Regions from separate parts of the Pan troglodytes genome. Here region 2 is linked to region 1. The links are chromatin contacts, called in public Hi-C maps. All regions are on one chromosome and are shown on one strand. Each heading gives the region's core, a stretch centred on a gene start, on an enhancer-like site or on the middle of the called end of the contact. The rest is flanking DNA. Distances are from core to core; before and after follow the strand shown. Region 1 has its middle 10 kb from the start of MMADHC. Region 2 has its middle 160 kb from the start of RND3.

Region 1 (3,152 bases), core at 419-2,918:
AAGGACCAAAATGGGCAGTTTTGGTTATGAGCAACATGGGTCTTAGAGGTGATTGGCGATCAGAGGGCGATGAAGTTCTAGATCATAAGATAAGCTCTGGACAGTAGCATGCAGTCCTACAACTTGTACCAGCATCCCCAGCATCTAGCATTCCATGTTTCTGCTCCTGTGGCCTCCATGGTACAAGAAGCTAGTGGTTACTTGGACATCTGACTCATCTTTCTTCTTTTGCGCTTCAACCTGCGCATTCGCTTCTTCCTCCACTTGGCTCTTATGGCACAGAGGTTTTCAAGAAAATGGTGCTAAGGCCGAGAGGACAATGAATAATTTTTTAGTATGACTATGTCCCATGTATTGCACAGCAAACTGGAAAATCTAACTCCAAGACCAAATGCTATCTACATCCATGCATCTTCTACTCACCAATCTCATCTAATTGCTTACATCTTCTATTTTGCCTGTATGGAAAAAGTCTGACTCAAAGACAGTAATGTAGATCTAAAAATGGTCTTAAGAGAAATTATTGCTATCTGAAAGCTCACATCTTCAAAAATTTTTACACTTCCTGTCTAGAAACGGCTCCGGCTTATCTCTAAAGATTGCTTAGAATAAAATAGAGTCACTTAAGTACTTACTCCTTGGGATTATTTTTGATTTTTTTATGTGCTGTTATTCTGTTGACTTTTGATTATTCATTAACATCTCTTTCTCTGTCTCACTGCGTGGTTGTGGGAGTAGAAGGAGGGAAGAGGTGACTCTCCAAAATGAAATAATTCGAAAGCCACTTACATGTTGCTATTATGAACAATTCTGAGGCATTTTTGGTACAGCTTTCTCTTTCCAATTATATTTGATATAGCAAATAATGCTATTAAAATATATAGACTTTGTATAAAGAAAGACCACATCCTGATACTGAAGGAGAGGAGGAAGAAGGAAAGGTGGGAGTTTGCTGTGTGCTCAGTAGAAAGAAGGGTCGTCCTGGGGAACACTTTGCAGTTTCAAAGTACTTGAGGAGGGTAGGCCACAAAATGGGAGTTTAACTGTACTAAAGTAAATTCTTAATGACACTTTCACGTGGATGCCCTGAAGCAGAGTGAGGAATCACACCAGGAAACCTGATGCGGGAGAGAGCCATGTCCCACAGTTTGACCGAAAAAAATGTTGCCTTTGGGCTCACCTAACTCTGGACACTAGGTGTCAGTATACAGCAATGTAACGATTTTAGGATGCGGGGTTGATGTGCTGAATTAGTGGGGGAAGAGTTGGGAGATGATGTTTCGTTTCCTGCTGTTAACACAGGTCCTGGATTTATGGTAGAGGTTCTTTCAGCTGTGATCTTATGAATCATCAATAGAGACAGGAACTGTGTCAGAGTCACCTCTGGGGGTTTCCTTCATATTTTCTTTTTCTTTTCTCACTGGCTAGGACTGATTACTTCTTCACATCTCTGCAAAGTACTTAATTAGTCTCATCAGGCAGCCAAACTTGATACCTTCGTCCAATTTTAGATACAGAGATGATGAAGGTGTTTCATTGGCAGTTGGGGCCATTAGAGGGACCCCGCAGGGCAGAGCGACGTTGCACTGAGGCGATCTGAGCTGAGCACAGGGGTAAGGATATATTCCTGGACTGTGTGCTGCTGTCACCGAGAACATTTGCAAATCTGCTGACACATTACAGTGGGAATATCCCCTGGACGCATGGAAGGCCCAGTGCCCTGTCATTTGAGCAGTGCAGGCACGTCACCAGCCCATGGGGATGTCAGTATTCATGCTGCTCTTTGATATAAAGTTCGCATTTTCTATATGGTTTGATGATGTTTAGTGGGATCAGTGATGCCTGTTTGTTAATTGCTTACAGAAGATTTGGGCTTAAAAATAAAATCTTGGATCAGGTAACATTCTCTGTTTTAAATTTTATTGATATTTCTGAATTCCAAGGAAATTACATATCAGATGGTCTTTGCAACCTTATTTTTTTCTATTATTTTTAGTATTCTCTGCACTCTGTCTTATATTTCTGCCCTTTCTCCTGCATAAGTAAAACAGAAAGATTTAGTTAGCATTTGAGGATGAAAATTATCAAGCCTATATTCTCAACAACAATCTGGGATTTGAGTTAATTTTAATGTCCAATTTGTGTCCCTCTTGCCCCCTTTACATGTGTGACTTTATTTTCAGCTATCTTTTAATATTATTCACTCTTAGTCACACCAACTATGCTTATCCCTACCTAAGTCCTTCTCATCTTGTTATCACCAGCTGGTAAATTCTTCCTGCTTCCTTTACTTATATAAATGTGGCTGCTTTTTCAATATTCAGCTCCAAGCCATCTCCTCCGTGAAGCTATCTGGGTAATTCACAGAAATCTGCTTTCCTGAATCATAGAGCATTGCTCAGTGTAGCTCATGATTATAACCTAGTCTCAGTTGCTTTTTAAATAGTTTGCACACGTGTACATATACACACACATGCACACACACACACACGACCAACTAGATTACAAGCTTTTCAAAAGTGGGGGCTGTACCCCAGTGACATCTAGTAATATGCTGAGTATCATATATACATTTTCAATAGATAGCCATTTTTTGTTTATCTCTTTGATTGCGGAGGCTAAAACATAATAGGTATTTAATAAATGTTGAGAGATCTGAGGAATTGATTTAAATTACTCTGCTGAAGTACTAGATCTTTGATAATATTAGATTGTGACATTTGGTGTGACAATTCTGGTAGTCATTAGCATATACCTTTGCAAGAGCTAGCTCAAGTCTTATACCTTCCATGACAACTTCTCTAGGCTAATACAGTCCTTATTGTTCCTCCTGGTCCTGAATTTCTCCTTCTCCTGTTTCTGAACTCCTAAAGCATCGTACATCTACATTGGGCAAGTGCCTTAGGACTACATCTGTAGAATGGGTTTAATAATAGTGCCCATCTATTTGGAACTATGATAATTAAATGACAATATGTATAAATTACTTAGAACATTTCTGGCATATTATAAGTAATCAATAGGTGTTTTAGTCATGGTTCTCCAGAGAGGCAGAACTGATAAGATATATGAATTAGCTCAGTTGATTATGGAGGCTGAGAAGTCCCATGATAGGCGTCTGCAAGCTAGAGAACCAGGGCAACTGGTAGCAT
Region 2 (3,152 bases), core at 359-2,858, 730 kb after region 1:
AGCCGTGATTTCAAATTCTGGCCTTACTCCTTAATAGTTGTGTCCTTCTTCTTATGTTTAGCCTCTCAGAGCCTCAGTTTCCACATTTGTAAACTGCAGATAACAATAGTGCTTATGTCATTAGTTTGTTTGTTTGTTTGTTTGTTTGTTTTTTGAGATGGAGTCTTGCTCTGTCACCCAGGCTGGAGTGCAGTGGCGGAATCTCAGCTCACTGCAACCTCCACCTCCCGGGTTTAAGCGACTCTCCTACCTCAGCCTCCCAAGTAACTGGAATTACAGGCATGCACCACTATGCCTGGCTAATTTTTTTTTTATTTGTTGGTAGAGATGGGTTTCACCATGTTGGCCAGGCTGGTCTCAAACTCCTGGCCTCAAGCGATGCACCCACCTCGGCCTCCCAAAGTGCTGGGATTACAGGCGTGAGACACCAGGCACCCGGCTATGTCATTGATTTTTGAGGGTTAATGGAGATAATACATGTAGAGTGCTAAGTATGGTAGTTGGCATAAAGCCTCAATAAAGGATAGTTACTATTTGGAGGTGAAGCTCTGAAAAAGATGCTTAATTTTCAAAGTCATAAAATTAGAAAAGAGACTTCCCTTTGAAAGCCTATGTAGCAAGGAGCAAAGACTGCAAGATTCAGAACAAATGGGCATTTCAGCTTCAGTTACTTGTCATTAACTGATTTAGGCTGTTAGAAAATGCATTGGCACTTAAGATTTCCATTCTTCTGTGAAGAAAAAGATGTGTGTGTTTTTCACATTATTTGGATAAACTACAATTATTTTAAAATATGAAGAGAAATTCAGTAAAATTTTGGTAAGACAATAAGATGCTAATGTGATGGTGGTAAAGTTTTTTTCTTCACAGCTTTATTTTTGTTTGGTTAAAAAAAAGAAAACACAGTTGTTTATAGTGTATTTGCAAACAATCAACTAGGAAATCATGCATTAATTGTTCAGATGAAAGCATGATGCTGCTCATATTTATCTGTGTTTATCACGGCACCAGACGGCCTGATTGGGAAAGTACTTCGTAGCAGGAGAGCCCAAGACACAGCAGCTAAATAGATGCCTCTTTAATGTGAGGTGTTCAGTATCAGATGGGGCTTTGTTGACCTTGTTCCTAAGCACAATCAGCCTGTATGGAGGGCTCTGTGCAGCAGCGCCTAGGCCTCTGTTTTAGTTCTTAATTTCTTTCACGGCATCAAAAGGCTTTTCTATTCAAAAGCTTTTCTTTTTCTTTTACTCGTGAGCCTCTGCAATTGAGGCAGAACTGCAATCTACCAGCAGCAGCCTTTGTTCTGGCCTTTCAGGAGGCTGGCGAGCAGTGTGAGTCCTTCCTAATTAGCCTGCGGACCAATGAAATAGTTCTTTGAGCCAGGAGAGGCTGCAATCCCACAGCCCAAATGGCAGAAAACGGGGGAAAGGCCTCTTTAATTAAGGCCCAACAAAACTGGGTAAAAAATGGTATTTTGCTCTCTACAAATGTCTCTTTTAAATCCCTGTAAATGCTGGCACATGCACATGCTTTTAAACTGTGCCTTCCCTTTCGCCAATGTACTGTCGGTCTGCTTTGGCTAAAGACTGCAGAATTTATTGGTCCGTAAGAGTTTAGGACCCAGCAGCCTTGGGCTGTGTCTGTGTTTGCATTTGCACGAGAAGTACAGGCTGTGCTGGAGGCAAAGAGCTGATAATCAGGAGATGGTCTTCACTTATAAAAGTGATGCATGACAGCCCCACCTTACAGGCTTGGCATTTACACAGGACGTTCACAAATGTCACTGCACAAAAATCCTGCCAGCACCGCAGATGTATTAATTTATTAGTTTCCTCCATTGTTTTGTTCCTCATTTATGTCTTTTGACTGCAATGCATTTATTTTTTTCTTCACTGAACTCTTTAGTAGCTTAATATTGTACAGGTTAAGAAGATAGTTTTGGGCATGGCACTATGCATTATCCTTTCAGACCACCTTTTACATATGTGGTAACTTTATCTTACTATGCCTGAGTGAATGATTAGGTTTTGCTCCCTTATTTTTAAACTGAAAATACTTTCCCCAATTTTCAAATTATACACATTTGTTGCAAAAAAATATTTTAAGATATCTAATGCAGATAATTATAAGAAGAAAGGTACTGCCATTTAGAGATAAGTACCATTAACATTTTGTAGTAAATCAGTTCATCTGCATATGCTCATGCAAATTTACACAAATAAAATGTTTTCATATATATTCTTGTCGCTTGACAACATGTGCGGATGTACATTTAAGTCAGTACGTAGGACTGCATTATCATTTTTAGTGGCTGTGTATTACTAGTCTTTTGAAGAATAAAAAAGACCATGATTAGACATAATTATTGTGTTTACACCTATTTAAGATCTGATTAGATTCCTTTGAATGCATCACAACATTAGGCAATTTCAAATTCCCACTTCAATGAAAGTCTTTATCTTTTGTAGGTAATATAGTCTCGACAGAAATATATATGATAAAATAGAATAATTGCATGTATTTTATATGATGGGAGTAAGAAATACACACAAGCATACACGATACTTTTATTTTTAATTTTTTATTAAACAGAATTATTTTTCCAGCGTGACAACTGCAGGTAATTTGCTTTTAGTCAGAGAATGTCAGTGGTCTCTTGAAAGCTTTCTTTGTGAACATCTCAAAATAGTTTGGTTCGTTTAAGTAGTCTGTGCCTATAAACACCAAACATTCAGTCAATTTATTACAAAGTTGGTCAAACATTGAAATGTTCAGCAGATTTTTTGTTTGAGCTCATTATGAGCGAGGCATCATGTGGACACATTCTGAGTAAATGGGAACAGAAGGAAATAGAATAACTCCTTGAAGTCTGTTCTATTTACTCTCCAATACCTATCCTAAAATATGTATGCCTCTAACATGGACAACATCATATAAGGTGTGATATACTGGGGGAAAGACTAAACGTAAAAACAGGCTGCCAAAGATTCATTGTTTCTACCCACAATCAATACTTTCCGGCCGCTATGTCATTATCTATAAAAGGAGGAAAATGTCTCAAAGGAACACTGTAAGGATCAAACATGATAATGTCAATAGCTAGTACTTCATATTTTAATTATATTCAGAAAAGATTCTTTAAGTACCTACCA

Evidence for each region. Hi-C and Micro-C count contacts between places; a contact is called where the count stands out from the background.
Region 2: a contact with region 1 is called in a Hi-C map of stem cell-derived neural progenitor cells, with 3 times the contacts expected there. The contact joins two enhancer-like sites. A contact is called at or near these places in 1 of 7 Hi-C or Micro-C datasets (stem cell-derived neural progenitor cells) and 1 of 1 datasets of contacts at active chromatin or transcription factors (stem cell-derived excitatory neurons).

Annotation. Positions count from the first base shown.
Region 1 is chr13:51,634,078-51,637,229 of NHGRI_mPanTro3-v2.0_pri, forward strand. No RefSeq gene overlaps it. Among named protein-coding and RNA genes, the nearest start is that of MMADHC, 10 kb to the left of the region's middle. Within about 2 kb of position 1,669, at least 5 of the 24 cell types and tissues checked have an H3K27ac peak or open chromatin away from gene starts, as enhancers often do. A contact at or near this core is called in stem cell-derived neural progenitor cells, where this site is marked.
Region 2 is chr13:52,360,948-52,364,099 of NHGRI_mPanTro3-v2.0_pri, forward strand. No RefSeq gene overlaps it. Among named protein-coding and RNA genes, the nearest start is that of RND3, 160 kb to the right of the region's middle. Within about 2 kb of position 1,609, at least 10 of the 24 cell types and tissues checked have an H3K27ac peak or open chromatin away from gene starts, as enhancers often do. A contact at or near this core is called in stem cell-derived neural progenitor cells, where this site is marked.